Linked DNA regions of Pan troglodytes: region 2 is linked to region 1. The links are chromatin contacts, called in public HiChIP or PLAC-seq maps. All regions are on one chromosome and are shown on one strand. The core of a region is the stretch at or near the end of the contact, and the rest is flanking DNA. Distances in the headings are between cores, read along the strand shown.

Region 1 (5,331 bases), core at 388-2,887:
AACTCCTGGGCTCAATCTATCCACCCACTTCCACCTCCCAAAGTGCTGGGATTACAGGTATGAGCCATGGCACCTGGCTAATAAGCTCTTATCTGCAGAAAACCCTAAATATTCCACACACAAAAAATGTTAGAGCTAATAAATGAATTCAGCAAAGCAGCAGGATACAAAGCCAATGCACAAAAATCAGTTAAATTTCTATGCATTAACAATACGCAATCAAAAAAGAAGATAAAACTTCCACTTACAATAATATCAAAAAGGCCAGGTGCGTTGGCTCATGCCTGTAATCCCAGCTCTTGGAAGTCTGAGGATGAGAGGATCACTTGAGCCCAGGAGTTGAAGCTGTAGTGAACTATAATCATACCACTACACTCTAGCCTGGGCAAGAGTAAGATCCTGTCTCAAAACAAAAAACAAACAAACAACAACAACAAAACCATGCAAATGAACAGCAATAAATAAATACATTAATTTAATTAAATAAAACAATAAAAAAACCCCAAAAAACAGTAACATCAAAAGGTGCTCAAGTTGTTACCAATTAAACTGAAAGTTCCAGCTGGGCTTGGTAGCTCACACATGTAATCCCAGTGTTTTGGGAGACCAAGGCAGGAGGATCCCCTGAGGCCAGCAGTTCAAGACCAGCCCAGTTAATATAGCAAGGCCCTGTCTCTAAATAAAAAAATTAAAAAGAAAAAAAACAAAAAACCTGGAAGGTCCCTTCACCCCAACTCCACTTCCACCCCCAACTTGGCGGCACATCTTTCCTTTCTCTCTTCCAGTCCATATTTCATAGTTGCCTTTGAAGTCCCACATTAGAAATAGCAGACAGCCCAAATCCCATGGTGTTTCTTCGCATCGTCTCCCTGTACCCCGTGCTTAAATGTCACAGCGCCTCACACACAGTGCTTTGACAGGCCATTTGCCATCTGTTGGTCTCACCGGATTGTAATCTCCGCATGGCCATGGCTGGATTTTATAAAACGTTGCTGTCCTGGTGCTTGGCAAAGCGCAGGCAGGGAGGAGGCATTCAGAGCCTGTTCACAGAGGGCAGCGGGCAGCGTGGAGAGTGGCAGGCTGCCTGGGTAAACCAGGTCTGCCTTTCTTAGGCTGGTTCATACCTTAAGGACATTTAAGGGGCCCAGCTGGCCATCCAAACTCTGATCGTATGAACTGAAGCCTCCTCAAGGGAGATACACAAAAAAATGCACAAAACAACACGGCCTAGTGGGAAAGGACCTGGACTTGCATGAAAGGGTGCGGGGCAGCCTTTCCCAGCCTCAATTTTCCTCTTCTTACAGAGGCGGAGGCTCATAGAATGGGGTGCATGACATCCCAGCTTAGGAGAAGAAACTTCTGCAGAATGAATCAGGAGCCAGGTCTGCGCTCCCGAGGCCAGAGCTGGCCTCCTGTCGCAGCTCTGTGCACGGTACGGCCACTCTGTGCCCTGCGTTTCGCCTCCAGACCGGGCGGGAGCAGTGCCTAGCCCAGGTGTCCTCGACGCGAGCAGCTGGGCGCCGCTGCGGAGGGAGGGAAGCGCCGCGCCGGTCCCGGGCCCAGCGCTGCGCCCAGTCCTGAGGCGCCCTCCTGCGGCCGCTGCTCGGCGACCTCCCGGCCCTGCGGCCCCGCCCCCGCGGTGACGTCACCGCATTCCGGCTCCGCTCCTCCCGCCGCGGCGCCCGCACCGCAGTGACAGCCAGCCGGGCCCGGTGGCGGAGAGGAAGTGCGGTCCGCGCCAAGCCCGTCCCCGCCGACGCCGGCTCCCCGCGGCTCGGGTGACAGCGTCGCGGCCGCCGGACGCAGCGCGGGGCAGGCGCGGGCAGAGCCGAGCGCAGCGGAGGCTCCGGCGGAGGCGCGGGGAAAATGGCTGATGACTTTGGCTTCTTCTCGTCGTCGGAGAGCGGGGCCCCGGAGGCGGCGGAGGAGGACCCGGCGGCCGCCTTCCTGGCCCAGCAGGAGAGCGAGATTGCAGGCATAGAGAACGACGAGGGCTTCGGGGCACCTGCTGGCAGCCATGCGGCCCCCGCGCAGCCGGGCCCCACGAGTGGGGGTGAGTCAGCGCGGGGCCTGGAGAGGGGCTCAGGGCGCGCGCCCGGGGGACCCCGGCCGGGGCCCAGCGGCACAGGGAAGAGAGCCTGCTCTAGGCCACCCGGGGCAGGAGCTGGGGGACGTGGGGAAGAATCTTCTTGGAGATCTCCATGTAGGACTTCCGAGCTGGGGATGAGGCCTCGCCTGGGGCTGTGGATCTGGTGACTCCCGGGACAGGAATTCGGTCATGACATTTCATCCCCAGGCCAGCTTCCCCGCTGCCCGGCTCTGGAATCCAACCCCACCTCAGTTTTGAGAGTCCCTCCTGAGCCTCCTAATAGCCTGGGTGTCCCAGGCTCCCAGCTAAGTGTGCAGGTGTGGGCAGAACACAGCCCTCCTGGCCCCTCAGGCTTAGCTCTCTCCTGCCGCTGGGAAAAAAGAGGATCCTGGGTGCTCCAGGAACTCACTAACCTTCCCCGGTGACCACCTGCCATTCGGCAGTCGCTGGGCTAAGCGCCTTGGTTACATTTAATCACTTCATACACGTGATTGAACCCATTTCAGAGATGGTAAAACTGAGGCTCAAGGGGGTATGCTATTGAAATAACTAGTAAGTGGCAGATCAAGAATTTAAACCTGTTTCTTTTTCTTTTACATATATATTTTTTCTTTTCCTTTTTTTGAGATGGGGTCTCGCTGTGTTGCCCAGGCTGGTCTTGAGCTCCTGGGCTCAAGCAATCCTCCCACCTCTGCCTCCTAAAGTGTTGGGATTACAGGTGTGAGTCACCACGCCTGGCCGTGAATTTAAACCTGTTCCTGTCAGACTCGAAGCCCTCTCCACCTGACCACACTGCCTTCCAAGTGTCTGGCTCTGAGTTAGACACCGGAGTGTGGGCCGCAAAGAGGCATCAGTCAGATGCGGTAGGGCCCTTCAGGGTTTTGTAGTTGTCGACTTAATGGTTTTCCAAAGGTGGTCCGGGGCTATTATGATTTACTGAGATTGGCTTCAGACCTCAGTGTTCGGGGCCAAGTCCCTGTGAGGTCATCTTTATCAATGATGTTTCTGCCCTGGTTCTGGCTAGCAAGAATGATTTTGTAAAATATTTAGTAAAAAAGTAGGTATCACCTTCATGGGTACATCCAAAACAGGTTTTACTTCCTGTTAATGTCATTTTGGAGAGGTTTATGGGCCTGTTGTAATAAGTGCTGACATATATACATATAGACGTATTTTGGTTAATGATGTTTACAAGGCTCTTCACAGTCATGTTTGTATCCATTCAACCTTTACTGAGCACCTACTGTGTGCCAGGACGCTGGGGATACAGAAATGAATAAGACAGTTCCTGTGGCTGAGGAGTTTGAAGCAACTCTGTATCTCCTTGATATGAGAAATGTAACCAGGCTTTTGTAACATGCAAGAAACTGGTGGCCCAGAGAATCTGAGTATCTTGCCCAGAGTCACACAGCCAGGAATGACCGATCTAGGACTTGATCCCACGCCTCCCAACTCTGGGCTCCATGCTCTTTCAAATGCTGTGGAGCCTGGGCAACATGGTGAAACCCCATCTCTACAAAACATACAAAAATTAGCCAGGCATGGTGGCATGTAGCTGTAGTTGTAGTTCCAGCTACTCGGGAAGGCTGAGGCAGGAGCATAGCTTGAGCCCGGGAGGTGTAGGTAGGTCGCAGTGTGCTGTGATCATGTCACTGTACTCCAGCCTGGGCAGCAGAGTGAGACTCTGTCTCAAAAAAAAAAAAAAAAAAAAAAAAAATTCTATAGCAGTCACCTCCCTGGGAGGAGATAGGATGTGGGGTGAGAAGCACAGGGTCTTTTGCCACCTGTCTGAGACAGCAGTGGAGGGCTTCTGAAGTGGAAGCTTCCAGCACCTCAACACAGAATCTGCCCTGTCCCAGGGAATTCCTAAGAAATGCCTGCCCCAGTTAATGCACCAGTATTCATTGGACCACACCTCTGTGAGACCACCCTTTTCCTAAGTCTGGCTCACTGGGGCCTGTTGGGGTAGGGGTGCAGGGAAGAGGAGGGAGGCCTTGTGGGGAGGTCCTGCTGAGGGGAGCCATTGTCAGAACCTCAGGAGAGAGAAGATGGGATTCAGGCTGAGGGCAGCCAGATGCCTGAGGGAGCTGAGCAGGTTGTGGCCTCTCCCAGGATGGTGGGGCTCCAGGGGCTTACAGCCTGGATGGCAAGTTCTGTCCTTGGCAGGGGTGGGGCAGAAATTGGCCTCAGACCCGCGGTGACAGGGAGAGAAACAATGACACGCTCGCTTCTTCCAGGGAGGTGCCGGGATACAGCCTTCTGAGGGTCTCCCAGGCGCATACCTGCTGACTCTGCAAAGGCTCAGCTGCACTCCTTAGTCGGATGGGGGAGCAGGGAGGTGTTGAGGGATGGCGGCTCAGTGGGTGGCCAGATGGGCTAGAATTGATCTGACCTTCTCAGCCTATGCAGTGCTGAACAGGTAATCTTCCCCTGACCAGGGATGTGTGCCAGGAGCCTGGATGAGGCAGAGAAAAAGCGCCCTGGCCTGCTGAGAGCTGGGCAAAAGCTGGCTTAGCAGCGGCCGCCAGTCAGTACCTCTGAGGCACCTTCTCTTAGATGTTGGGGTCCTCAGATTAGCAGTCTCTGTGCTGACACTGGGCTCAGTTGCCCCTGGGGAAAGACGTATCTGGTGTAGGCCTGTGCTGGAGCCACAGGGAGCCCCTCCTCTCTGGCTGGATCTGTGGCCCTGGGTGATCTGGATGATGGACACTTTGTTTCCATTCATCAGCCTTGGGTAGGTTTCCATTTTCACACCCAGTTTTCTGAGCACCAGGCCTGGCTCTGACTTGCCTGTCAGTTCTGGGCAAGCCCATTTCCCCCGCTGGGCCTCGTAAGCTCACAGGAATGTTCTGGACCCTCTCTGCCCTTGTTCCAAAATGGGTCAGGCAGCTGAGGGAAGCAAACACTCAGGGGTTTATCCCTGGGACGTGTCTCTGTCTCAGTCCTGTTCTGCCGGCCTGTGAGTGTGGACTCCCGGTGGTAGATGGGCAGTGGGCGGGTGGAGAGCCCTGTGGGAACAGGTACTTGGAATGCTGTGTGGGTGTGTGTGGACTCTTAAGGAGGCCGAAACTGCGTGTCCAGAGGAACACTCTCGAGGCTGAGGCAGAGAGACTTTCTGAAGATCAGGGTAGACCCCGGGCAGCTGTGTGCAGATGTGGGGTCTGAGACTGGGGTTGGTCAGGGCGGAGTGGGGTGGTGCAAATTCTCGAGAAGGCCAAGTGTACAGACCGGCATCACAGGGA
Region 2 (5,382 bases), core at 401-2,900, 220 kb before region 1:
CTGTGTATAACGTATATAGTATGTGATAAGTATGTATATGTTAGTATAAAATATATATTTGACACATAGAAAATTATAAATACTTATACATAAAATATAATTCCCTTTGTATCAAAATTGGCTCATTCCACACATTCCAGTTTGGCACCTTGCTTCTCACACTTACCACCACATCTTGGCACACTCCCATGTCAGCACACATGGGTCTAGCTCATCTTTGCCAACCACAGTGTGGCATTGCACTGGGTGGGCGTGCCACAGTTAGCTAGCCAGTCCTGTATAGATGATCATTTTCAGTTTTTCGCTACAAAAAAACATGCTACAGTGAACATCCTTGCACAGATATCTTTGTGTGCATGTATGACTAGAGTCGCATGAGATCAATTCCTGGAAGGGGAGCTGTTGGCTCCAAAGGCGCATGCATTTATGCTTTTGGTAAACACTGCCAGATTGCCTTCCAAAATGTCTGCGCCAATTTGCAGTTCTACCAGCGGCCTGTGAATGTTTTTTGTTTGGTTGGTTGGTTGGTTGGGTTTTTTCTTTTTTTTTTTTTTTTTGCAGTCTGGCTGCTGGTGGCCCCCTCACCTAATTACCTGTCACTTACACACCCTGCATTTCTGGCCACAGTGCCTTTGCCCATGCTGTACCCACAGCCTACAATTCTCTTTCTCCCTAGCCTGCTCGATGAAATATTCCCCTTCCTGTCAGGCCACAGTTCAGGTGTCACCTCTTTTTTATGTCCTTTCCTGACTCCCCTAAGTTGTCAGAGTCCCTTTCCTCTGGGATACTACAGCTTCTTGGGCATAATTCTATCATAGAACCAACTGAGGGCCTACTGTGTGCCTGGCATTCTGTGATCATTTTGACAGTCCCCACCGTAAGCACACAAAAAAGTGGTTTTGTTCTCCACCTGCGCTGTCTTTTGTCAGCACAGCCCTGCCTTGGAGCCTTTGCACTTGCACTCTCTATGGATCTTGTCCTCACCCATCGTGGTGTCATGGTGCCTCTCTGGAGTCTCTGCTACAATTCACCTGCTGGTAGAGGCCTTCCCTGAGCACGCTGTCTCAAGCACGCCTCCTCTAGTCCCCGTGTTACATCACCGTTACCTTCACAACTTACAAGCTGTAATGACCTTGTTGCTTTGGATGTTGATCCGTTTATTTTCTGTCCTGTCTTCCACCACTGAGCGCACGAACACACACGCGTACAGACACCCCCATGGTAAGCTTCCCGAGACCAGGAACCTTGTTTTCCTTTTCCGCTGCCTCCAGCCTTAAACCTGCACCACTGGTCTAAGCGCTCAGTAAACATTCGTTGAATTAACCATTCCTGTTTTACAGAGGAGGAAACTGTCATTCAGAAAGGAGAGCCGAGTAGCTCAAGGTCCCACGGTTAATAAAAAGCACAGCTGAGATTCGAGCCCAGCAGAACTCCAAATCCAGTCGCGTGATTTCTTCCCCACTCTTCACACGCCGCATTGTCCCCCTCCCCCAACTCCCAACAGACTACGCGAGTCTTACGGCCGGGGCTCCCAGGGGCGCGTCCCGGGCCCGCCCCGGGAGGCTCATCGGCTACGCGCTGTCACCCTCCCCGCCCACTGTCAGTCAGGCCGAAGGGGCGGCGCGGCCGCCAGGGGGGGCGCTGAGCTCAGAGCTGCCGCAGCGCCGGAGCCGGAGCCGGAGCGCGCGAGCTCGCAGGGCGCGAGGAACGAGCGGTGGCTGGCTACAAACCCGAGACCCGGGCACTGCTGCGCTCCTGCTCAGGACCCGCGACCCGAGCGCCTGACCCCGGCCCTATCCCCCCTCCGGCCCCTAGTCCACCCCGGCCTGGCCTAGCGGAGCCCCCGCGTCCGCCCGCCGCAGCCGCCGCTCCATCCCCAGCCCCGGCCCCGCATCCAGGTGAGGCGGCCGCGCGCCGGGGATGGGGAACGGGATGAGGATGGAGAGGGGACTGGGGCGGCAGGAGGGAGCTGGGGAAGGGGATGGAAAATGGAGGGGGATCCGGGGGATGCGCGGCAATGTGCACCGCGGAGTATGTGAGTATGCTCCGGTGTTTGCAGCTGCCCGGGCGGCTGTGGGGACGTGTGTCCGCGCCCGTGTGGGTCGGGGTATTCGTGCGCGTTGGAGCGTCTGCGTGTCCTGTGTGTGCACGTGAGCTTGTCCGTGGTGTATGTTTGTGTGCATGACCGTGTGACTGTGCCGTGCGTGTACAGGCGGGTCCTGGATCTTCGCGCCGAACCCAGCACTCCGGTTCGACGGGGCTGCAGGTTGCAGGGCCCGGATAACCGAGGCAGTGGCCCCTCCCGCGTCCCCGGGTTTCAAGGACGCTAGGACTCTCCGCGGCCCTGAGGCTTCGCACTGGGGAGTGGGGTGGGATGAGGGGAAAGCGGGAGGGGGCTCAGGGTCCAGAAGGGCGCCGCGGTCTCGGGAGTAGGGGGTCACCTGCGTCTCGCTTGAGGGGCTGGGGTGAGAGTGCGGGGTCAGTGCACCGGTGCCCGTGTATCGCCCTCCCCAGGCCGCCAGGATGGACGTGTTCATGAAGGGCCTGTCCATGGCCAAGGAGGGCGTTGTGGCAGCCGCGGAGAAAACCAAGCAGGGGGTCACCGAGGCGGCGGAGAAGACCAAGGAGGGCGTCCTCTACGTCGGTGGGCGAGGGGCGGGGTTTCTGGGGCTGCAGGGCTGGGGGTCCCCCAAGAGTGTGGAGCTGGGGCCGGGTCCCGGGGAGAGGGGTTCTGGGCAGGAGAATATGAGTCAGCAGATGGGGCGAGGTCAGCAGGGGTCACAGGGGACATAGCCAGCCCATAGAAGCCTGGGTCTGTATCCGGAAATGGGGACACGGGGCGGGCTGATGAGGTGGGGGGCTCCAGCTGAAAGGCCGGGGACCGGTGCAGTGATGAAAGCAGACAGCCTCCATTTCTTATAATGGTTATTAATAATAACCATTATTAATAGTTATCTGGTGTTGAACACTTTCTGTATGCCAAGTACTGGGTAAAATGTCATAATATCCATTTCCTCATGTAATGCTCCGGCCCATTCTACAGATAAGGGAAACTGGGCTTCCCAGAGATCTAAGTACCTTGCCCAAGGTCAGCAGCTGGTAAATGCTGAAGCTGGAGTTTGAACGGAGCTTTATAGATTCTGAAGCCCCACCCCTCCCCTTGTGGCGCCTCCCTCCAGCACCTCCAAGGCCGAGTTGAGTTTCGTTCCAGGTCCACCTGCATCACGACTCTTGTGGTTTTACATTTGCCAGCTCTCTTCCCCATCCACTTTCCTTGCAACCACCGGCTGGTATCAGAAGAAAGGCCAGGGTTGGATAACTTGCCCAGGGTCGTGGCATATTTGGATTGTGGCCATTTGAAAAATATTTTGTGTCCACTTACTATGTGCCAGGCATCCTGCGGATGCTGGGGTTTCACAGTGAACAGGAAAGAATGGTTCCTGATCTCCTGATGGTGATACAGAGCATTTCAGCAGTGCGAGTTGACATCCAGTGGCTCTCCGAAGAGAATGCCTCATCCCTGAGTAATAAGAGGGGGGCAGGGCTGCAGAAAAGCCAGGTGCAAAGGCCCTGGGGTGAGCTGGGGGCAGGGCAGGAAGTAGTGGTAGGAGGTGAGGTCAGAGCGATGGGCAGGAGACAGTTCACGAGGGCCCTTTGCAGGCCAGGGCAAAACGTTGTTATGATGGCCACGAGAGATTGTAAGCAAAGGACTGCCATGATGTGATTAGTTTAGAATGGTCACTTGGGCCTCTGGGGACAGAACAACTGCAGGGAGGCCTGATGAGGCCACAGGATGAGGGTGGCAGGGGCGAGGGCGGTGGCAATGGAGACCGGGAGAAGGCTAAAGTGCACGGCTGCTTGATCCCAGCTCTGGCCTCCCTCCTGCCTCCTCCCCAAGGTCTTTCATTCCTGCTGGCCTCTGGCTCTCTGACACTCTCTCTCTGATAACAGACTTGGCCCCTCCAAGCCATGCTGCTCTTACCCTTAGATTGGCACTTCCTGCTCCTGCCTCTGCCTGGGAGCCCCTGATGGACCCCAGTTCCTACAAGTTAAAGCCTCGGCTCCCTGTACCCTGGCATTCAGTGCCTTTCATGGTCCTGCCTCAGTCTACGTTTCCCACCACACCCATGGCTCCTGGCACATGGACTGTCCTGAAAGCACATTGCTCTGCCTTGTCTGTGTGGGTCCCTGGGCCTGGGATACCCTCTGCAATCTCCTTTCTGATGTCCATCTGTTCCCCATTTCTCAAGGCCCAGGCAGTGTCCCTTCCCTCCTCACATAGTCAGTCCTTGGAGGCTGGAAGTCCTCTCCCCACTACTTGAGGTCCAGGAACTGAATCTGTTCTTCTCTTACCCACTTCAGACAGTGAGCGATTGGCCCAGGGCCTGGCACAGAGTAGGTGGAAACTGATGTTTTGTGGGAGGAGTGAAAGGGGAGCATGCAGCCTGCCCCTCCTGTCTCTGGGTGCTGGTTGGCCTTCGCCCTGAGAACCCTGTCTTCCCACACCAGCCTCTCCCCCACCCCCCTGCTGGGCTCAGTCTGCCTAGACACCCAGTTCTGGCTCCATCACTGTTGTCTGTGTTGCCAAATTGTCAGACGGGATACTCCCCACCCCGTTTCCGGCTCTCATCCTCCAGCCCAGATCAGGCCCTCTGGCCTTCCCAGCGGCCCCCAGCCATTTTGAAGTTATCAAGTTGCTACCCTCCGAGGAAGGCCCAGCCCATGCCACGGGTGCCAGTTACAATCTGCACATCACCTTTAGACCCACCCTGAGCCTGACACCTCCTACTTTGGCCAGAAGAAGGGGTTTGCACCCTCGTTAGGAGAAGAGAATCTTTAGAGGAAATGGAGTGGGGCAGTGGGCTATGGGCAGTGGTGCATGGGGCACGAGGGGAACCTTTCAAAATACATGGCTTTGTGGCCTCCCAGCTCCACCCCTACTCCCACCCCCACCTGCCTCCTATCCTGGGCTACATGCTGTTAGAGTGGTTGGTAGCTGAAGTTTTAGGGTCAGAAAGGCCTGAACTTGAATGTCAGTTCAGCCACTTCCTAGTGGTGGAACCCACACTGAGCTTCCATCCTTGAAACGGGGACAATAACAGCACCCGCCTCCCAGGGCTGGGGAAAAGTGAAGTGCAGCGGGGCAGGCAGAGGACTTGACACAGCACTGGCCCTCAGCCAACATCCACTAGAGGGGTGGGGTATCGCATCAGGTGGGAGAGAACTGCAACCCTTGCAGACAGAGGTGTGGGGCCCAGTGCAGTGATAAGACGGGGGTTAACATGGGGGTGCAGGTTGTAGGATGTGGGGACCCAAGGAGGCAGTGATGGGGCCGGGATGCCCACTCTGTAATCACCATGCTGTGCTGGAGTTTCTGTTCCC

Evidence for each region. HiChIP or PLAC-seq counts read pairs in DNA pulled down with a chosen protein or histone mark.
Region 2: an H3K4me3 HiChIP or PLAC-seq map of stem cell-derived excitatory neurons shows a contact between it and region 1, with 4 times the contacts expected there. The contact joins the promoter of SNCB here to the promoter of CLTB in region 1. A contact is called at or near these places in 1 of 7 Hi-C or Micro-C datasets (stem cell-derived neural progenitor cells) and 1 of 1 datasets of contacts at active chromatin or transcription factors (stem cell-derived excitatory neurons).

Annotation. Positions count from the first base shown.
Region 1 is chr4:174,031,595-174,036,925 of NHGRI_mPanTro3-v2.0_pri, reverse strand. CLTB (clathrin light chain B) reads left to right here and starts at 1,637. Exons shown (of 5, transcript XM_016954289.3): 1 at 1,637-2,053. The coding sequence starts at 1,867.
Region 2 is chr4:174,246,765-174,252,146 of NHGRI_mPanTro3-v2.0_pri, reverse strand. SNCB (synuclein beta) reads left to right here and starts at 1,650. Exons shown (of 6, transcript XM_001136728.8): 1 at 1,650-1,898; 2 at 2,515-2,644. The coding sequence starts at 2,524.